Regions from separate parts of the Mus musculus genome. Here region 2 is linked to region 1. The links are chromatin contacts, called in public HiChIP or PLAC-seq maps. All regions are on one chromosome and are shown on one strand. The core of a region is the stretch at or near the end of the contact, and the rest is flanking DNA. Distances in the headings are between cores, read along the strand shown. Region 1 overlaps Cd44 (CD44 antigen). Region 2 has its middle 56 kb from the start of Gm34483.

The links. HiChIP or PLAC-seq counts read pairs in DNA pulled down with a chosen protein or histone mark.
Region 2: a contact with region 1 is called in a FOXA1 HiChIP or PLAC-seq map of pancreatic cancer cells. The contact joins two enhancer-like sites. A contact is called at or near these places in 1 of 15 datasets of contacts at CTCF or cohesin (CD8 T cells), 7 of 484 Hi-C or Micro-C datasets (the AML12 cell line, CD4 T cells, Th1 cells and 2 more), 4 of 115 datasets of contacts at active chromatin or transcription factors (CD8 T cells, memory CD8 T cells, pancreatic cancer cells and 1 more) and 1 of 9 other capture datasets (embryonic stem cells).

The regions. Positions count from the first base shown.
Region 1 is chr2:102,826,851-102,833,032 of GRCm38.p6, forward strand. It overlaps Cd44 (CD44 antigen), which reads right to left. Exons shown (of 9, transcript NM_001039151.1): 6 at 1,692-1,760. Among named protein-coding and RNA genes, the nearest start is that of Gm23731, 68 kb to the right of the region's middle. Within about 2 kb of position 1,696, at least 22 of the 459 cell types and tissues checked have an H3K27ac peak or open chromatin away from gene starts, as enhancers often do. A contact at or near this core is called in pancreatic cancer cells, where this site is marked.
Region 2 is chr2:102,993,885-102,999,797 of GRCm38.p6, forward strand. No RefSeq gene overlaps it. Among named protein-coding and RNA genes, the nearest start is that of Gm34483, 56 kb to the left of the region's middle. Within about 2 kb of position 4,172, at least 66 of the 459 cell types and tissues checked have an H3K27ac peak or open chromatin away from gene starts, as enhancers often do. A contact at or near this core is called in pancreatic cancer cells, where this site is marked.

The DNA of each region.
Region 1 (6,182 bases), core at 446-2,945:
TGAACCATTACTTTCTTTTTAGGATAATTTCCAAAGAGCCCTACACCCCAGAGCTCCTACATTTAAGGGCTGTCACCAAAGCCACCATGTAAATATCCATCCATCCCCAGATTCATTAGAACACTAGAGGCGGCACTTGCATCAAACTCATGCAGCAGAGGCTGCTAATTTTTATGGATTTTCTGGATCTTATGGACCACATAGATTTGTAATAATTAGGAGCTCATAGAGGAAGTGGTAAGAGACATCTCTGTAATCCCAGCATTAGGGATTAGAAGTAGGTTTGCCTCCTGTCAGACTTTGCTGCCTGGAGTAATGTTTCTAGGGGTTCATCTGAGTCATGGCCAACAGCAGTCTATTTAATAATGCATGTCTGGCAGTAATTATGGTCATTATGGAATTTTCTTCCAGACTGGGCTTAGGCAAGGCAATATGAGACCCAGGCTTGAAACCTGGCTCCACCACTCTCTGGTCATATCAACTTGGCAAGTTGCTTCCCTCCTCTTACCTTTCTTACCTCTTACCTCAGTCTCCTCATCCGTAATAAGGTGATGATAACAGTGTTTTCATATATTATAGGGTTTGCAAGGTAATTAGATATGTTAACAGTAAATGAGCTCTAAATTCCCTGGTATTGGGATCACTTGCCCTATGGAAATATCAGTTTCATGTAGTTCAATGTAGAAATGAAATGCTTTGCTTAATCTTTCTGGCACACAGTAAATTCTGAAATGCTGGCTACATTATGAGATTTATGCTAAACATTTTCTAGGTATTTATTCTGTCATTTGGTTGTAAAGAGTGCCCTGTGACAATATCTCCAGATTATCAGCTAGAACATTGAATCTCAGACCCTGTCATCATCTTTCTCAATTTAGAGGTAAATGAATGATGATCAAAGCCAAGCTATTTCATGCCTAAAGAGTTCTCTTTTTGACTCCATAATGGGGCAGTGTAAAATGGGGTTGTCCTTGTTAGGGTCACATAGTGTGATGAACACCATGACCAAAAGCCACTTGGGGATGAAAGGGTTTATTTGGCTTATGTGTTACAGTCCATTGAGGGAAGTCAAGGCAGGAGGAACTCAAACATGGCTGGAGGCAGGGTGATGCAGAGGCCATGGGGGAAAGTACTGCTCACTAGCTTGCCCTTGGTGACTCATTTTGCTTCCTTATAGAATAAAGGAGCACCAACCGAGCAGTGGTCTCACCTACAACAGAGTTGGGCCACCCCATGTCAATCATTAACTATAAAAATGTCCTACAAGTTTGCCTACAGCCCAGTTATATGGAGGCATTTTCTCAATTGAGGCTCCCTTCTCTGAGATGACTCTAGCTTGTTTGTGCCATAAAACTAGCCAGCAGAGAAGTATTGCTTGAATCCTTCCAGACCCTTTCACATGGACGCTCTTTTGCCACAGTGTCAGTTGTCTAAGTAGAGTGCCCATCCCAGTAGAATCAGGATGACTGGGAATTTATTAAGAATACAAGTGTTTGGGCTCCACCCCAGACTTACTGAATCAGAAACTTTGGGGTGGGGTCCAGCAAAGTGACTTAATAAGCCTTCCCTGAGACTGAAAATATATGTTTTAAAAAAAAGTGTGAAATAATTCTCTAGGGACAGTGATGCATGTTTCATTAGCAATCATCGGGTTCGGAGATTATAACAGTGACTAAACATTTTAAACTCACCAGCTAATTCGGATCCATGAGTCACAGTGCGGGAACTCCCCCTGGAGTCCTTGGATGAGTCTCGATCTCCTAGAGTAATAAAGCAATAAAAACCAGTCAGCACTGTATCTCCATTCACACTGTCATCTCCCTTTCTGTTGGTTGCGTTTTCGGAAAGCCATCATCTGCTAACAACAAGGAAGAAGGCACTGCTCATCCTTTGAGACATTGTTGAACAGGCTGGATCCTTAATCAACATGAAGGAAACTCAGGCAGCACAGGTCATCCCAGATGAGCACTAAAAATACCGTGCGGGTAGAAATCCAAGAACAGAGCTAAAGGCTATTCTGAGAAAAATATGATGATGCTTTCACAGGGCTGAGTTTTGAATGAGATACTTCATAGCTTGGATAAGGATTGTGATACTGGAATGTGATCACTTAAATGGGTGCAATGTGGCTCAGACCATCCAGCATAAAAAGAGATTTCTCTGAATCTGAAACAAAAGAATCTTAGGAATGAACGAGGCAAAAGCTCAAAGGGAAAATCAAACTATTTATCCAGAGAGGAGAAAGGTCAACCCTAAGTGTATTAAGAACCAGTGAAATGGTGTGAGTGACAGGCAGCTGGGCATCAGAAGTCTCAGTTCATATTTAAAAAAAAAAAAAGGTTAAGCCCACATGATCAGCAACCATTGATAATTCAGGTCACATAGTAACTTGGTGTCCTATTGTCAAACTTTCAGTTTCCACTAAGGCCCAATAGCAGACCAAGAGCTGTTTTTCAAAGGGAGAATAGCTGTCTGCAGATGATGGTAGCTTCGCCCCATTGGCTCCTCAGCCAAGGACATACAAATGTCTGAACCTGCGGTTCCTCTCATACTGAGCAGGATTACCATGGCAACAACACATCATCAGTAGGGTAAAACTAACCTGTCTCACAATGGTCTAACCTTCTCAAATACCCATCACCAGAAAGCTCTAGGTAGAGACAAACTCAAGTGACTAATTTTAAATCCAAATTATACGATCAAATCATATGGGAAACAATATACACAGACAACAGGGGTTCCAAAAGTTGGTACAGATCATTACAAGGGTGCCTAGAAAAAGAATACAGTGAAATGCACGGTATGTGATTCCCTGCTTAGGAGAGGCAAACTTGCTTGTAGTTGCACATAACTATTGCAGAGAGACCGCTTTGTTCCTTGGAGAAAAGACCACCGCATTTGATGAAATGCCACACCAACAGTCCCACCACCAAAATCACCATTTTCAAAGCCAGCGCCTTTACCAGGCCCATCACCACAACTGCCATCGCATGTTTCAGTGTTTTACATTCAGTGTACAGAAATACTTATGAACAGAAAAATACACTCCGTGGTTCTTCTGAATTAAAACAGGGAATGGGAATCAGACCATTTACTGATCACTGAATTCACAAAGAACTGAAGGACACCCCTCAGCACCATTGCCTTTCTTACATTAATCAGAAGGGATCAGCACATGGGAGTACTAATTTGGTAGAAAGAGTTTTACTTGATAGCAATTAGACTCTGAAAACCACCTAAGAAACTATATCCAAGATTGTCATTTTAAATACAAATCCATTAAGTGGCATGATGGGGCCATTCTAGCATTGAGAACATTTGTTTCTCCTTTGATTCATGCTGCATGAATCTAACAACATTTGAAGTTTTTAATGAGGAAAAGAAGATTATTAATAAGGACAATAACCAAAAGCCTTCAGAGTGTAAGGGGGTTTGATCTTGCCATTACTGCTGAAGTTGCTATTTTTAAAGCACCTAGAGTGGGAAGCCAGAGGGAATGTGCTAAGCATGTAACACCTTGGATTTTCCCTCCCTCCATCAATCAGAATGTCACCACTGCCATTTGCTTTGCATATGGGATTTCCATGAGATCATTTTCTTATCTTTGTCTTTTGGGAGAGTGGAGGAGTTAGGGTCTTTCTACAAATTAGGTATATGTGCATGTATGTATATATTTATACTTAAAGTTACTCATCTTTACTGTGTCAGTGATTGAATGGTAAGAGGTACCCAGATTACAGGTACTAGTGGGAGGAGGTGTCTAGTTTCTTAGCCACAGAAATCCCTTTCCAATTTCCCTTTCTATAGTGTTAGTTTCTTAACACGAACAAAGAAATAAAGAAGAGAAGTAGAGAGGATTGCTTCCTTGAGATAAAAGTTTCGTTCTAGGTCCATGTTAGACTCAATTGAGTAAGTCATATATTTACCATTACAATAAAAATGAGGGTCTTAGTTTATTAGTAGTAAATCATAGACTTTGAAGCATACCACAAATAGAAAATGTTTATATACCAACTCATCACCAAAAATAAAACCAATCAGTCCACCACCAAGTAAAGGTAATTTCAGAGCAAAGATACCAGCATATGAAAATAATTTGAATGTCTAGTAAAGTGTTGTTAAATAGGCAGAATATATTATCTGAATCAAGTGAAATTGCTAATATTTAACTATTTCCATCCATCAAAATATTAATTTCACATGATAAGTTAATATATCACAGAATGAAGAAAATACAAAGCAAGAAATTCTACCATATGAACCATTACACATGAAAAAAGGATGCTACATCAGGAAATGGAGGCATTGTTTTACCTCAAATTCAAGTTTGCTGACACTATAATTGATGACCAATGATGAAAACCATCCCCCTGGCACAAAGTAATCTAATCACAGCCTGCACAGAAAATATCCCTTACAATAGGAAAATATATGTTGTTTCTCCAGAGAAGCAAGCTAGATGACAAATGGTTAAATTACCTGGTAAGGAGCCATCAACATTAACGTTGGAGTCAGTAGCAAGAGTCACTTCAGTTTCTCCAAAGACCTCAGTTTTAGCAGGGGTCACTGGGAAGAGAGTCCCATTTTCCATTGTGTCTGGGTATTGAAAGGTGTAGCCTTCTACAGAAGTAGTTGTATCTGTGGGAAGACTTCCACCTCTTCTTGCATCTTTAGCGCCGCTCTTAGCTGCATGGAGGTGGAGTCAATGATAAGCCCACAGCTGTAAGGTCACCACCCACCATGTGCTTGTCTTCAGAAGGTAAAGTAGCTGAGACATCTTTCTATTTGTTCTCCAAGACCAAAAGCAAGTGGTACTGAGTGAAAACTATGTTTTGCAAGACACCAGCCAGATAGCACTCAACTGAAGAGATTTTGGTGACTACTTCCTACACAGAAGAGGTACTTGCTACCAGATTGTCTGAGTCATCAAGAGTATGTGGTGATCTCATTGTGACTTTGAAGTCACCTCAGGTACTACAGGATTTTTATCTTTTTTGTGGATCTACCTCTGAGGAAGGGGTAAAAACAAACCATTGGATAGAAAGATGAAACCATTCTGCCTGCAACTGGAATTATATCTTCAAGATCAAAAAAAAAATAAATAAATAAAACAAAACAAAACAACAACAACAACAAAAAAAAAACCCTGAGTCTATTGACATAAATTTTCTTTTCTGTGCTAGGAGGGCATTCTTCATAGTCAACAATACCACAGAGCTATGGTCCAGAAGACAAATCAGAAATAATATTAGTTCAATGGATATCAAAGAAATCTTACAGAAACAATCATTATTAAACCAAGTTACTAAAGCAATACCTTTAAAATTCAGCAGAAAAGTTTGTACCTAGTGTACAATGGCTTCTAAAAGATCTATAAAGCAGAAAAATCAGCAACCACCACCAGACACACCTGTTGATCAAAAAAAATAATCTATAATAGGCAACAGATATACCACCACCAAACATACCACAAAAGTACCACCACAAAAGAATCTACAAAGCACCACTAACAAAGATACCACAAAGCACCACCACCAAAGATGCTACAAAGGTACCACCACCAAAGATACCACAAAGTACCCATAACGTCTTGATTTCTGCTTAAAAGCCAGTTGGACTTTATGATCCTTACTGCTAGATGGCAGAATAGAAGTTGTTGGATGGTTTTCGTCTTCTTCCGGCTCTCCATGTAATGTAGAGAAGTTCTGAGAATGACTCTGTGCTGTTTCAACGAGGAATGAAGCCATTGTTAATTAGAAACCATAACACATGGACTTACATGGACAGACTAGTTATAGAATATCAGATGGACAGATACAATGGGAGAATGATATTTGTGCCTTTCATCGTCTGCTTGCTGATGCAAAGTTACAGATATTTTGTCCCTAGTTTGCTTCTTTGTCTCTCAGTGAAGCTCCGATCTGAAGCTAAAGCCAAAACACTGCCCTCCCTGGACCACCTTGACCCAGCAGCAGCAAGGATTCCAGAAACAAAGATCACAGAGACATGGAAAGTGGAGCTGTAATTTCAGTTTTCCCTCAACCATAAAGATTGCCTAGATGTTAGACTATAAGGAAAATATTGCTGTGTAGTATCTGTGAACACAAAAGAAAAGGCTCATCTTTATCAATGAACTCAGAGTAACTTTATACAGAATACACAATTCCTTTATAGAGAGCATT
Region 2 (5,913 bases), core at 2,922-5,421, 170 kb after region 1:
AGAGGGTTCCCCTCTATGGCTGGATAGCATTGCTCCTAGAAGCAGTGGGTTAACTAGAGTTCCTATCCTCAGGAGATGCCTTCACAGGAGGTGGTAGGAGCTGCCCACAATGCAGGCTCTTATCAGTCTTCTTGGTTGGCCAATGGAAGAGAACCACTGTACACCCTGACATAGAGAGATCAGGCTAGAGCTGAGATAGGCACTCCCCTCTCCTGCTGACTAGCATTTAGACCACAGTAGGATGCTGAGTGGCTGACTGGAGAAGACAAAGCATGATAACAGGCAGTGTTGGTCTTCTCCAGCTATGAACCAAGAAACCAGGAAGCCAACATGCCAGGCAAAATATGCCACCCACCTTTGTGACTCGTGCTTTGTAACTTTGTGACCTCTATGCTTGACCGTTGTTTGTGTTACCAATAGCCTCTAATTGAATTGGAGGCCTGCTCAATGCTTGGAGGGAAGACTGCCAGGTACTGCAAGTCTGGTCAACAACTCCAGGTCTGGGGAGATTGTAGGCACAGGTGGGAATTTATTACTGTTGCTTAATTAAGCTGGCATAGTCCCACACCGCCTTCTAAATATCTATGCTTACACCCATAGACTAAAGCTGCTCTCTGCCTTAATCAGAGATTCCCCTCCTTATGGTGAACAGTGGTGAATGCAGAGACTTGTGGGCACCCCAAATGCTAAGAATGAGTGAGATCTGTGGGTTCAGCCCATGACAAGACATTTTACACCATCCCCTCTAAGGTTCAGAGAACATGTGTAAAGAATGCAGATACCTGCATATGTGCATACATGCATGAGTGCGTATGTGCAATATACATACATGCATGCATAATCTACACATCTCTATACACACACACACATATATATGTATATATATATATATATAGAGAGAGAGAGAGAGAGAAATTGAACACATATAAAAAAGTGGGGAATGAAATAAAACATAAAATGTTACTTTTAAGAGAAAACTAACACCCCTATTCTCATTTACTTATGTACTTTTCTAGAAAGTGGGCTTCCATTTGTATGAATGGTGCTGAATTCTTAATAAAAATGAATACTGTATTAAGTGCTTTTCCCATTGCCACTTGTACTGGAAATAGAAGTGTCATAGTAGCTGCTTTAACTTGGTGGAAGGGGAGTAATGTCTCATTAAAAATTTGGCGAGCCTCTTCTGTTAAGACTTATTTATAGATGTAAGTTCACCACATTCAAGAGCTCCTGCTAACGAGACATGTACATTCCTGCCCCAAAGCAAGAACATGACAAGATAAATGGCTCCCCCTTTTATACTACACACAATGAATGCTGGGTGGGAGGCATCCGCTGTGCCCAGGTGCCAGATGAGGGACACAATGCGACTTATTGACTTCATGAACCATGAGTCAAAACCAAGGGACAATCTCTGGGGTCACACTGGACTTGGGAATAAAGAGTCAACAGGATTCACCTTCTACTGAACAGAAGTTGCTGTCTTCTAGATGATTCTTCATATAGCCATGATAACCTATGAGATTCTTTCAAAAACTAGACAACATGGGGTTGGGAAAACGGCTCAGCCAGTAAAGTGCTTGCTGTGTAAGCATGAAGAACTAAGCCTAGATCCCCAGCACTCTTGTGAAAGCTCCATATATGCCAGTGTGCACCTGTAACCCAGGGCTGGGGAGCAGAAGGTGGAGGGATTCCTGGGAATTGCTGGCTAGCCAGTCTACCTGTATCTGCAAGCTCCAGGTTCAGTGAAAGACTGTCTCGATGATGATAGGATGAGGAGGAGGAGGAGGAGGAGAGCAATAGAGGAAGAAGACACCCAACGTCAATTACTGGCTTCTTCACTCAAGTGCAAACATGCATGCACACATATACTATACTCTAAACAACAACAAAAACAGCTAGGTCAATGTGGGTGGTATTTGAACTCTTTGGCTTTGAGTTTGTGACGTGCAGTGACTGTGGTTCATGAACACTAGTATTTTGCTGGAAAAATTAGCATTGAACATAAAAACCAATGTCTCTTTTCTTCTTGGGTATATTACTGGCGAATTGACCTTAGTCATTAAGCAGGAAGAGTCACACTGGGGAGAACGCTGGGGGGAAACACATACAACAGAACACAGAGAGCTGGTGATTCAATTATTTCTCATATTCCCCTCTCCTTTGTAGTTAATTAGACAACACCCCTTTCTCCACCTTATCTCTCTGTTGAGGTCATATCAACTATTATCTGCCCTCTAGTTTATTTAAAACCACCTGAATAATTCATTATACAAAGAAGCTTATCATCTTTCTTCTATGTCCCATTACTCAAGAATAATTAGCAATGAAATACTTCAGACCTACAGAATGACAGAGAGACAAACAAAAGCACCCAGATTTAGCAAAGGTTAGCCCTCTTTCAGAGTTGCTTAATACATTTTTAATAAAGCTCTCAGCCACCTCTGGAACATTTACCAGAATATTTGGTCTTCTGTTCATATTCTTGAACATATGTTAGGGATTTCCCTGAAGTAGGTACTCTATCAGTCAGATAATGGTCTTTACTGTTCCAGTACGGTTTATTCCACAGGCAAGGCATGAAGCCAAGGGGTTTGTAGTTGCAGTGTGGCTTTGAGCAACAGACCCAAGCTCCAATTCCCGCTTGCTAGCTGAGAAAAAGCAGACAAGTGCTCATGCCTATTTTCTCATTTACAAAGATGCTAAGGGACGAGTCAAGCAAAGGCTTAAACACTGTAGAGGACATGGGGAGTGGTCATAAGCAGCATATGTGTATCTGTTGTATAAGCTGAACACTCCTCAGAAAATCCTACCCAGTCCAACTAAAGTTGAGCCAGCCAAGAACCAGTTCACTTACATGGAAATTCATGAAAACATTAGCCTAGTAAAATGGCTGTCTGGTCTGTAATTTATCATCATCATCATCATTAATTAATTAAACCTGTAGGTGACTTTTCTCCATGCCTCTGATTTCCAAATGGATGGGATTTTATAGTGTTTTGTTGTTATTGGTGGTTGTTGTTAAGGTAGTAGTGGTGGTAGCTGTAAGTGATGGTTCTTTTTATTTTTGTTGGTGGTGGTGGCTGTTAGTGATGGTTGTTTTTGTTGTTGTTGTTGTTGGTGGTGGTGGTGGTGGTGGTGACTGGTGGTTGTTTTTGTTGGTGGTGGTGGTTGTTGTTATTGTTGGTATTGATGATGGTGATTGGTGGTGTGTGTGGTGGTGGTGGTGGTTGGTTGTTGGTACGTCTGTGTGTGGTATGTGTGGTGTGCGTATGTGATGTGCGTTCATAGGTTTAGTCATTGTGTATTCACCAGTAGAGGCTAGAGGTCAATTTGGACTGTGGTTACTAAGGGGTTGTCCATCTTACTTTTGAGACTGAATCTCTTATTGGTCTGGATCCCATTCATTGTGCTAGACTGGGATCTGCCTGTCACTGCCTCTCTAATGCCAAGATTACAAGCACACACCACCATGTCCAGCTTACTTATGTTGGCTCGAGGGATCAAGTTTTCATTTTTACAAGGAAGACACTCATCAAATGAGGTATCTCTTAGCCCCAGAGCTGTACAGTTTTAAAGCACTCACGTTTATGGAAAATCTAGTGAAGCCATCAGGTAAGGAAAGGGCTAGCATAAGCATGGAGAGGAGCCTCTAGGAACACAGGCACTATTTAACTATCCTTATTTCTGTATCTTCTCTCCTTCCTAGCCTCATTTTTTATTCATCATTAAAGCATATTGCTTTTGAGAGAGCATACTTTTTAAATTCAGGAGCTCTCAACAATAGTTACACTTTAAATATCATATATGGCATTTACAGATATTTGCACACACACACACACACACACACAGAGTCTCATTCATCCAAGGCTTTCTAGATCTCTGGGACTGATGAGGTATGGGGTGAGCGGTGGTAGGGAATACCTACTGTTTTACCAAGGCAGGTTTATAAACCTAGGGTTGAGAACCACATTGGATAAACTACTTGTGGGATCTTCAGATTTATATCTGGAGATTAAGTGGGAAATCTTCTGTTTAAAAGGAGTAACTTTGTAGGTGGCATGATGCTAGCCCAAGTCTTCTGCTGAAAATTACATCTTCCATAGGATGAAGCAGACCATGGTCCAGCCAAACACTGTTTAAATCAAAACACATGTCCACAGCTGGGACAAGAGCATTAGGACCACCTAGCTGGATTCCATTGGAATGAGTCTGTGTGACACCATGCCAGCATAATTGTAAACAATCTCCCTAAAGAAGTTAGATGAAGGAGAGCCAAAAACCCAACCGATCAAACAACAACACAAACTTCCATTGGATTTAACTCAGTTTTCCAGAAAAACAAAACAAAACAAACAAACAAAAAAAACTTACACATCATACACACCACAAACCCTTATGAACAAACACCACCAAATATTAGAAACTGAAACCTGAACACATTGACACGAAGCCCCTATTTTCCTTGACCAATGCTTTCAAGTTTTCTTTCCCTTCCCCCACTTTTAATCCCCAGGATTTATAGCTCATCTCTGGCACCAAAGCAGGCACATGTTTACTGACTGATCTCACAAGCCACATGCATCTGCAGCTAGAGACCTTTTTAAATCACGCTTCTCTTTTATTTATCATGGTTTCCATGGCAAGAGGAAAATAAAGGGAAACTATGTTTAACAGCAAAGACAATAAAAGAAGCCACAGATCTCAACCAGGCGACAGCCGAGGGTAAGCTAGCTTCCCTTATGTGGATAACGCTGTGTTGCTTGCACCAACCAGATGGTTAATGCTGACTCTGGGGAAGAATCGATGTAACTCATGATCAAAAGCTACCCTTAGGACAGTCTGAGGGGGAGCTTGGACTTTGTTTCAGGCTTCTGTTGCCAAGATTTCCATTCAATGGACCTCAAGAAACCATAGAAGCCAACAGGGACTTCAGGACCAGAAATTTAATAATTAGTTCTAGCCCAGGTCATAAGCCTGGGTGATTTCTTTCATCAAACAGGTACCTTGAATTGGGGCGATCAAGAGATTACACCAGCTCTCTCCCTTGGGCTGGAGTCACAGGTCATACCCTAGAATAACCTGAAGAGTTGGGTTGCTTCATGTCTATAGCAGATAATTTCAAAGCTGGGTCCTTCCCACTCTGAGAAATCTGAGACACCACCTTTCATTCCTGAGATAGCAGTGTACTTCCCCAGTTTTTATTTTGTCACCTTGCATTCAAGTGCCTTGGCCCATATCAGTCACAGCCTTTTGATGTCCCTCTTTATAAAGGCACCAAGTACCAAGTAGTGCATTCTCACCACCATCTGACACGGGGGTAGCAGTCTCCTGGATCCGCCTACAACTTCACCTTCCTCATAACACCCCAGAGACCAGCGGCTGGAAGAAACAGCAAGAGCAGTGGTTTCTAGTAATTTGTTTCATTTTATTTTTTTAAGGGAGGGAATTCCCTCAGTGGACTTACCTAACACTAAAATGGTCTTGACATTAGACTCGCCCCACATTCTTCATGGAGGTGCTTTTTACACGACTTTTTATAGCAGTGGCTTCCCCTCTGTCTAAAACATCAAGGGAAAACCCCAGATTCTTTAACTCACCTACATCTCTGTATGCTTTCTGAGGTGATTAATGCTTAAAGCCACATCCTAGTTCGAAGGAAAGGGGCAGACAGATGAACTGGAAGAAAACACCATTTATTTCCCAGCCCCCTCTAGGCTCAGTGATGTAAAAAGTGTAACTAGTTGATAAAAATCTTTAAAATCTTCTAACTTCTAATACCTGAGAACCAAGAAGCAGAAGACATTGTCAAGGGAAAGAAAAGACTCCTTTTAAAAAGAAATTGTGTGCGTGTGTGTGTGTGTGTGTGTCTGTGTGTGTGTATCTGTGTGTGTCTGTGTATCTGTGTGTGTG